Linked DNA regions of Mus musculus: all the other regions are linked to region 3. A link is a contact called in public HiChIP or PLAC-seq data. All regions are on one chromosome and are shown on one strand. Each heading gives the region's core, a stretch centred on a gene start, on an enhancer-like site or on the middle of the called end of the contact. The rest is flanking DNA. Distances are from core to core; before and after follow the strand shown. Region 1 holds the start of Scarletltr (Scarletltr, erythroid developmental long intergenic non-protein coding transcript). Region 2 has its middle 5.0 kb from the start of Gm39360. Region 3 has its middle 48 kb from the start of Gm36033.

Evidence for each region. HiChIP or PLAC-seq counts read pairs in DNA pulled down with a chosen protein or histone mark.
Region 1: an H3K4me3 HiChIP or PLAC-seq map of craniofacial prominence shows a contact between it and region 3, with 4 times the contacts expected there. The contact joins the promoter of Scarletltr here to the enhancer-like site in region 3. A contact is called at or near these places in 2 of 15 datasets of contacts at CTCF or cohesin (embryonic stem cells and hippocampal excitatory neurons), 13 of 484 Hi-C or Micro-C datasets (the G1E-ER4 cell line, bone marrow-derived macrophages, cortical neurons and 8 more), 20 of 115 datasets of contacts at active chromatin or transcription factors (the HPC-7 cell line, acute myeloid leukemia, bone marrow-derived macrophages and 14 more) and 1 of 9 other capture datasets (embryonic stem cells).
Region 2: an H3K27ac HiChIP or PLAC-seq map of heart atrium shows a contact between it and region 3, with 3 times the contacts expected there. The contact joins two enhancer-like sites. A contact is called at or near these places in 2 of 15 datasets of contacts at CTCF or cohesin (the G1E-ER4 cell line and embryonic stem cells), 20 of 484 Hi-C or Micro-C datasets (ECoMG myeloid progenitors, the G1E-ER4 cell line, the MPC-11 cell line and 13 more), 7 of 115 datasets of contacts at active chromatin or transcription factors (the HPC-7 cell line, bone marrow-derived macrophages, cardiomyocytes and 3 more) and 5 of 9 other capture datasets (adipose tissue, embryonic tail, liver and 2 more).

What each region holds. Positions count from the first base shown.
Region 1 is chr9:64,079,161-64,082,219 of GRCm38.p6, reverse strand. Scarletltr (Scarletltr, erythroid developmental long intergenic non-protein coding transcript) reads right to left here and starts at 1,459. Exons shown (of 3, transcript NR_040743.1): 1 at 1,384-1,459.
Region 2 is chr9:64,104,063-64,107,074 of GRCm38.p6, reverse strand. No RefSeq gene overlaps it. Among named protein-coding and RNA genes, the nearest start is that of Gm39360, 5.0 kb to the right of the region's middle. Within about 2 kb of position 1,639, at least 82 of the 459 cell types and tissues checked have an H3K27ac peak or open chromatin away from gene starts, as enhancers often do. A contact at or near this core is called in adipose tissue and heart atrium, where this site is marked.
Region 3 is chr9:63,895,075-63,897,893 of GRCm38.p6, reverse strand. No RefSeq gene overlaps it. Among named protein-coding and RNA genes, the nearest start is that of Gm36033, 48 kb to the left of the region's middle. Within about 2 kb of position 1,358, at least 113 of the 459 cell types and tissues checked have an H3K27ac peak or open chromatin away from gene starts, as enhancers often do. A contact at or near this core is called in adipose tissue, craniofacial prominence, embryonic fibroblasts and 4 more, where this site is marked.

The DNA.
Region 1 (3,059 bases), core at 210-2,709, 180 kb before region 3:
ATCTAAAAAAGAGTTTATGAGTTTTGAGTCTTTCTAGTTTGGGCTTTACCACTGATTTCCTAGCTTGATGTGATGTACTTCTTCATAAAGGATGACAGACCCTGGGTGTGGTGGCGCACACCTTTGATCTCAGTGCTGAGACGCAAGAGATGGTCAGGGTCTGAGTTTCACTACAGAGTAGTCTACACAGCGAGAGCCTGGGGAAGGGAGGGAGCCAGAGACAGAGAGACAGAGAGACAGGGTCTAGACAGATGGATGGCTTAGTGGGTACTGAGTTCAAATCCTCAGAACTCACAGAAAGCTGGACATACAGATGGTACTATAAATCTGTAATCCCAAAATGGGGGCTGGGGGTGGGGTGGGGAAGAGACAAAATCCCCAAACCCAGCAGGTCAGACTGCCTCTCGTAGGCAGAGGTGAAGAAAAGACTGCCAAACAGAGTGAGAGGCAAGAGCCAACATCCAAGGTTGTTCTCTGACCTCCATCCACATATACACATCCTGTTGTGAGTGTTCACATATTAAATGTAAAAAGAAGGGAACACAGATCTTTCCGAGTTGTTAACTCTGACTTTTCTGGAGCTCACAGGCAAGGACTTAGTGGTCAGGGCTGTGAAACCCTTCCTTGCTTCAGGAAGAATCCTGCAGTTAGCTCTGGCTTGGTCTGTTATCCTGGAAGCAGAAGAATGTCCCGACTTAGTCCCCATTCCCCTAGAAAGCCAGGCTGTCCAGCAGTGTAGGAGTTTGGTACAATTTGTTCTCACACAACTGAAGAAGAGAAGCATCCACATGCCGGTGGTCCCAATGGGCCAGTCTTTGAGACAGGGCAGCCTAGGTTTATGACCCAGTGGAAGGAGGTAGGGGGCTGCTGAGGCTGGCCCAGGTTTTGGTGTGCTGAGGGCTCTGAAGGGAACACACCTTTGACCTGCACCTTTTATTTTGAATGACAAGATTATGGGGCGTGTCCTCTGGTCTCAGAAAGGACTGGGAATAGCAGGGAGATGGCATTGGAGGGTGGGTGGCTGCCACTCCAGCCTGTGTGGCTGGGGGTGGGGGTAGTGGGGTTCCCTGAATATCCTCCCCCCACCCCCTTGCCCCCCCCCCCCCCGCGCTGGCTCACCTCTGTGCTGACCTTGTCCTCTCCCATTTTATCCCCTTCCCCGCTTTGTTCTCTGTCATCTCTTCACTGTCTCTCCTCTCCTTCCTGCCTTCTTTCATCCCTTTCCCTCCTTCTACCCTCCCTCCTTCCCTCCCTCCCTCCCCACCTTAACCATTTCCATTTCTCTCCTCCTCACCCCTCCCCTCTTCTTCACTACCCTCACCCCTTCCTTCTCTCCGCTTCCTGCTCCTGCTTCTTCCCTCTTTGCAGTTGAGATAAACTTACCCAAAGCTACAGGAACACCAGAAGCTGTGTCTTCCCCCATCTTTTTGCTCCCTGGTCCGGTCCCTGCCCTGGGTCTGCTGCTGTCGGGCCCCACTTCCTCAGCTACAGAGTGCCTGCCCCACCCCTGCCCCTTTTCTGGTGCTGAATCATAACTGATGTGCAGGTGGGCCTCCGGTCACAGAGAAGTGTTCCTGGGGTAGGTATTTATCTGAATCCCCCAACTGCCCTATGAGGAGGGGGCTTGGCCCCTGTTCTCCAGATGCCTAAGGAGTCATGGGACATAACCATGGAGGTGACTTTCTGCTGACCTCTCATGACCCCTCTCTTTCCCCACAGGACACTTGGGCAGGTCATCTTGGGTCAAGAGTATAAGGCCATTATCCTTTTACTGCAAATGATAGGGTCACCGTGTGCATATGTACACAGTGTGGCCACCCCATGGATTTCTGGGGCTGAAAAAACTCCAGAAAGCACTTGAGTTCACCAGGATGCCAGAGAGGGTCAATGACAGAACATCCTGAAAATCGAACGTCTCGGTTTCACTTGACATTGTGTGACCTGTCCTGAGCATTTGATATGTATTAATTCACAGAACCACCCACGACCCCCTGTCTGTAAGGTAGATGCTGTTTGGAATCCTACTCTATGAGTAAGAAAAAGTGAGGCACAGAGAGGTCAACCAACTTCTCAGAGGACACACAGTTAGAATGTGGAAGGGCTGAGTCAGCACTTTTGGAGGGGAGGGCCACGTGGGCAGTAGGGTTCATTTTGCTTTGTTTCTAACACAGGGTGTTTTGTTTTGTTTTTAATAAGAGTGTGGGGGCTGGAGAGATGGCTCAGTGGTTAAGAGCGCTGACTGCTCTTCCAAAGGTCCTGAGTTCAAATCCCAGCAACCACATGGTGGCTCACAACCATCCGTAATGAAACCTGATGCCCTCTTCTGGAGTGTCTGAAGACAGCTACAGTGTACTCACATAATAAATAAATAAATAAATCACATAATAAATAAATAAATCTTAAAAAAAAATAAGAGTGTGGCCCCCTTAATCTTCTCTAAGCTCTGCCTGTCCCTGCCAATCACAGGGACAGCTCTTAACCTCCAAGAACTGGGACTTGGTGAAGACGATATTCTGGGGATTCCTGTGCCCCTCTGGTGGTCAGGGTTGTAGTAGGGTGTCTTCCAAAGCCTGGCAGGGCCTCCTCACAGCCTACAGACTGGGAGAGACTCAAGGCTCCTTCCTGCCCACTGCCATCTCTGCAGGAGCATAGACTATTCGCAGGGAGCCTGCATTGAGTGTTTGGGCAAGACCATAGGGTGCCAGTTCCACCTGCATGGCTGGGTGACCTCAGCCAAGTGTCTTTACCTCCTGGAGTCTCTTTCTGCTTCATCTGCTTCAGAGGCAAAGGTACAATGACTTTACGATGGGGTACACGCTAGCATCGCATCCCAGGCACATGGAATTGCTAAAGACGATTACAGTCTTGGGAGTCAACATTGCTACGGAGCCTGGAGGTGCCAGGCACACATTAGGGGCTGAGTAGACTGGAAGGGATAAGGCAGACGCCTCCCACTCTCTAGGACCTCAATGGTAGAGGCTACCATCCCAGTTTTCCTGTTGGTGTCCCTGGGGCATGGAAATGCTGTCATTCCCAAACTGGTGATGGCTATAGCAAGC
Region 2 (3,012 bases), core at 390-2,889, 210 kb before region 3:
TTAAATAAATAAATTAATTAATTAAAAAAATAGTTCTGCATGTGCAATTCCATACCAGTCTGTACACACTTACTAACAATGGAAATGAGTTTTATTTTTAGTTGTGTGTGTGCATATGATGTGTGCATGTGGGTGACCATGAAGACCAGAAGAGGGCATTGGATCCCCTGGAGTTAGAATAGAGGCTATGGATAGCATGCCAATGTGAGTGTTGAACTTGAGTCTTTTGGAAAGACAGAAGTGTTTTTAATGACTGAGCCATCTCTCCAGTCCCTGGAATCTGTGGTTTTCATAGATGCTGCCAAGTTATCCTTCATCAGAGATCTATGCGTTCTTCTTTTAGATTTATTTACTCCATGCATGTGTGTGTGTGTGTGAGAGAGAGAGAGAGAGAGAGAGAGAGAGAGAGAGCAGACAGGATGCTAAGATCTGAACTCTGATCCTCAGGGTAGGGCCTCAAGTGCTCTCTAGCTCCCAGGATTCTTTTTTTTTTTTTTTTTTTTTTTTTTTTTTTTTTTTTTTTTTTAGAAAAGGTCTCTTGCAGTCCATGCTGGCCTTGAATTTGCTATGTAGGTGAGAATGGCTTTGAACTTCTGATACTCCTGCCTCTGCTTCCCAAGTGATACCTGGTGTGTACCACCATGCCTAGTTACAGGATGCACGGGATTGGAGCCAAGGCACTGTGCATGATAGGCAAGTGCTCTACCAACTGAGCTTCATTGCCAGCCTCTCTCTTTCTTTCTTTCTTTCTTTCTTTCTTTCTTTCTTTCTTTCTTTGTTAATTTTTTTTTTTTAATTTGCATCAGTGTTTTGCCTGATATATGTCTGTGTGAGGGTGTTAGATCCACTGGAACTGAAATTACAGACAGTTGTGAGCTGCCATGTGGGTGCTGGGAATTGAACTCAGGACCTCTGGAAGAGCAGCCAGTGCTCTTAACCACTGAGCCATCTTTCCAGTCCTTTCTTCCTCTTCCTCTTCCTCTTCCTCTTCCTCTTCCTCTTCCTCTTCCTCTCTCTCTCTCTCTCTCTCTCTCTCTCTCTCTCTTTTGCTTCCTGGGTCCTGAGAAGAGCGGATGGGTGTGTTGTCCTCAACAGAGGCCTCAAACAATGAGGCTGCTGGCTGTGGACAGAAACCCCTACACCCACGAGCCAAAATAAACCTTCTCTCTTTGGGAGCTTCACTCTGCGATAGAGCTGATGTGGGCTTTCTGAAGTCACATGGAAGGGCAGTCATAATGTATCCCAGCTCTTGGTCACCCAGGATTTGGTTTGCAGGGCCCCACCCCCTCCCTGTCACCTCCCAGCCTGTCTGATTTGCCTGTACCAAAGAATAAAGGCAGAACCTTGGGCCCTCCTTCAATCCCCAAGGACTCAAAACAAACCCCTTACACTTCAAGAAAAGCTGGCCCAAGCCCTCTCTCCTTTGCTGATCTAGCCACCCGTCAAACCACGCTTGTCTTCAGTCACCCAGGCCAGGAAACCACACTGTGCCGCTTCACCCAGCTGGCTCCAACCTTGTCCCAGAGCAGGCTGGCTCTGCAACTCTGACCTTCTCTCCAAGCCCCCTCTCTTAGGCCATGAACCCCAGCCTAAGCGGTTTCCATCTCGATGTTACTGTGGCCAAGAAAACAGGAAGTGTCTGAGTCACCCCTTGTCCTCCTGGGCTTTGCCTCTTTAGAGTCAGGGAAGGACAAGGAGGGAAGAGGTTGGCTTCACAGAGTGCGAACCTCTTGCTGGGATCTCTCTTTCAGCTTGTGGGACCCAAGAGCCTTACTCAAGTTCTTGGGACTAGAGAAGGACATTGCCTTAGGATATGGACTTCAAGAGCTGCATCCTGCACCCTGCCAGTTGTGCGCCGGGGCCTTGGCTGGTGCCGCTCAGCTGGGGACACAAGAAAGCTTTAAAAGTTTTATTAAGCCAGGGTCACCTGCAGCCAATGCTGGCCACAAATTCCCCAGGTAGCTAAGGCTGACCTTGAACACCTGACCTTTCCACTCCTATCTCCCAAGTGCTGGGATTGCAGTGTGTGCCGTCCCTCTCAGTTGTGCCGTGCAGAGGATTGAATCTAGGGACTTGTGCAGCACACTAGATGAGTGCTCTACCAAGCTGAACTCCAGCCCTCGGTTTCCTGAATGCCTTTCGACCAGTTTTCACCTCTGCAGAGTGAGGCTAATCACACACCATGAGGTGATTCTGTGAGTATCACAGTCACTGGACTCATAAACTCAAAATCCTCTTGTCAAGCCCTATGCCATCCAGGCACAGTTCTGGGCACTGGAAAGAAAATAACAGCAACAGCCACGATGGCATGGACAGAGAGGGTCCCCTGTCACATGTCTCTGAACTCACAGGCTGTATGAAATAGGCCTTAGGACTTCGAAGCCACCATCTGCCATGCTCCCTCATCTCCCCAAACCGTCTGATGGCTAGCAGAGACACACTGACCCTGAGGTCCTCAGAGGTCCTCAGTTGCCATCCTAGAATTCCCCCTCCCCCAGCAGATGCTGATCCTTTCTCCTCCTTGTCACTGTGGGCTATGGGATGGGGAAGGAGGAGAAGGGGACCCTGGGAAACCCAAGTCCTGAGCTATCCCTCAAAGGAACACACATCACATCACACATAAGATAATCTTCCCTACCAAGCTGAGGTATGGTTCATGCTAGCATTTGGGTCACTATGGCCTAATTCAGGCTCTCTAATTCAGTCGGTTACATGTGGCAAGTGGCCCCCGTTATTGGGCAGCTCAGGTTCAACCTAACCATAAAGTCCCAACAATAGCATGACTACAGTTGAGTGCCATAGACGCCACTGGCTGGTGATTAAATGTGTGGGATTTTGTTTCCTTTCTGCTCCACTTTCTTTCTTTCTTTCTTTCTTTTTTTTTTTTTTATAAGATTTATTTATTTATTTATTATATGTAAGTACACTGTAGCTGTCTTCAGATGCACCAGAAGAGGGCATCAGATCTCATTACAGATGGTTGTGAGCCACCATGTGGTTGCTGGGACTTGA
Region 3 (2,819 bases), core at 109-2,608:
GACGGGCTGCCCATGGGGGTCCATTTGTCTCCACCTCCTTAGTGCTGGGATTACAAGCAAGAACCAGCACACACAACTTCATTTATATTCACTTATTTATTCATTTATTCTTCCAGGAAAAGTTAATCCAACATCCCCATATAGTCCTGATATCAAACTCAGGTCCTCATGACTCTAAAGCAAATACTTTATTGCCTGAGCCCATTTTATTTTTTTTAATATGTGTATTTGCATGTGTTTCTGTGTTGGGCATACATGTGAATGCCATTCTGTGCAGGTCCAGAAGACGGTAACAGATTCCTTGGAGCTGAAGTTACAAATGGTTGGTTATGATCTGAGCAATGTAGGTGCTGGGTGGTGGACTCTGGTCCTGGGCACTAGCAGTCTGTGCTCTTAACTGCTGAGCCATCACTCTGGCCCCTCAGAGGGCATTTTACATGAGGAAACGGCCTGAAGAAACTATAGAGATTGTTCCTTACCACACAGCCACACCACAAACTGCCTAGTCTCTGTGAGAGGAGCACCTTCTGCAGGTGGAGCACCTGCTGTGTGCCAGAAACCGGAAGGAGGTCCTCAGGGGCTGCGTTGGAGGGTCTGTTCAGAGGTAGCCAGGAGCGTCAGGGATTTGAGCCATCCCACTCCATTTCAGGGCACGAGTGTCTGCCCCCAAAGGGTTCTCAAACCGGGTAAGAGGGGACAAACATGGGGTGGGGCTGGGGCATGGGAGGGAGTAGTAAGAGCCCCAGCTGAGAGCCTGGTTTCTGTGGCAGAGAGAGAGAAGAAGAAGAAGGAGGAGGAGGAGGAGGAGGAGGAGGAGGGAGAGGGAGAGAGAGAGAGAGAGAGAGGCACTGCCTCTTACAAAGGACCTAAGTTCAGTTCCCAGGACTCACATGGTGGCTCAAGGATCTGATGCCCTCCTCTGACCTCCTCAGGTGCCAGGTACCATGTGATACACAGACTGGCCTACACACACACACACCGGCCTACACACACACACACACACACACACATGCACATACACATGCACACACACACACATGCACACACACACGCCTGTGTGTCACCTTCCTCAGATCACCACACTAGATCCTCAGTGTGCACAGGATGGCACTTAGTAGGTTACACAGCAAACGTTTTCACCGATTAGGAACCTCCTAGGCTGACGCCCTAGGGGGAAGTAGTGGCCACTGCCCCCTACTCCTCCTGCACATTCCTGGGGCCAACGACTCAGACTTTCCACCCCCTGCGAAGTCGCTGCTGCCCGCTAGCCAAATTGTTTTTGCAGACCAGAGTCATAACTGCAGATTCTTCTAACCCTCCAGGGGTGAAACCACGGAAAGTATTTGAAGCATGCTGCCCGGGAATGTGCAGGCTTCCACAGAGGGCTTGGCAGGGCTCAGCGGTTTCTCAGCCCGCTCTGCTCTCTCAGTGGAGACTTCTGCCAGGGCTCTTGTTTCCAGTGAACGTTGGCTCAGTCCTTGCCAGGGTTCCGACCTTTTCTCCTGTAGAGGTGAACCCTATTACAGATCTGAAATCCCACACTCGCTCCTGGAAGCACAGGGTCTTGTCCCCGCTAGGAGCCACTAAGTCCCTGGCCTGGCATTAGCTGCTGCACAGTAAACTGCTCACATGTTCATGGAGGGTCTAGATGTCCTGAATAGAGGGATGTCTAATGAAAGGGGCCCCACAGAGAGCTGGGGAGATAGCTCAGTGAGTAAGGTGTGAGGATGAGGGCCCCCAAGTTCAATCCCCAGCACCCCAAAACAAGCTGGTGCATGCTTCCACCACTGAGGAGTCAAAGACAAATGGATCCTGGGGTTTGCCAGCCGTGTCAATCTAGCCTACTTGTTGAGTCTGGGGTGAGTGAGAGAACCTGTCTCCAAAATGAAACAAACAAAAGACCAGGGTGGCTGGTGACTAAGTGAAGTGATACCCAGGGTTGACCTCTGACCTCCACACACATGTGCACAGCCCCCCTCCCCGCAACACATACACATGCCCCATCCCAGACACACAAGGAGGGGGTCCTGCAGAGTGTTCCCTGTGACGTGTGCTAAGGACCAAGGCACTCTAGTCCCCTTCCCTCTCAGACCCCAACCCCCTCTACCTCCAAGGCTCACTCAGACCCCATCTTTGCCGGTCGACACTGATACTGCCAGTTGAGGTGGGTTTTGTTTTGACTGGGCTAGAGGGGATTTTTGCAGTTGAAGGCATCTTTGAGCTTTAGTAACCAATACTCACAGGAGTTTCACAGCATCCATGATGACATGGAGACAAGGAAAGACCAGGGAGAGTTGTCGGGGCGTTAAAACCTGCTGTGTGGCACACGTCTGTGAATCTGTTTGTCCTTCTGTCTTCGCCGGCAGTACTGACTGGGAAGTCCTATGTAGACCTTGAGGTGGGATGCAGCAGGAGAAGGGAGTGGAAAGCTCTTTCTACTCAGCACCCTGACAGCGTTTGCCCTCCATCTGCCTGTTGACCTGACCATGTAAATCAGCCCAGGGCACCTTGCCTTCTATCTCAGCTCCAGAAGCCATCTGAGATAAGCCGGCAACTGGGAAATGACACAAGTCACAGCCAGTTCTGAAGCCTGAGGCCCATACTCAAGGCCTACCAGGTGGGTCCAACCTTGCAACAGACATGTTAACATGAATTTGTCACCTACAAAGTTCATGCTTAAGAACTGGGCACACTCGTAGCTGGTCTTTGGCTACCTTGTGGGTTCTTCTTTCTTCCACCCTTCTCCACCCCTTTTCTTCCAGCCTTCCAGCCCCATTACACTAGAGAAGAGAGAAAAAAGGATAGAGAGAAAGGAATGA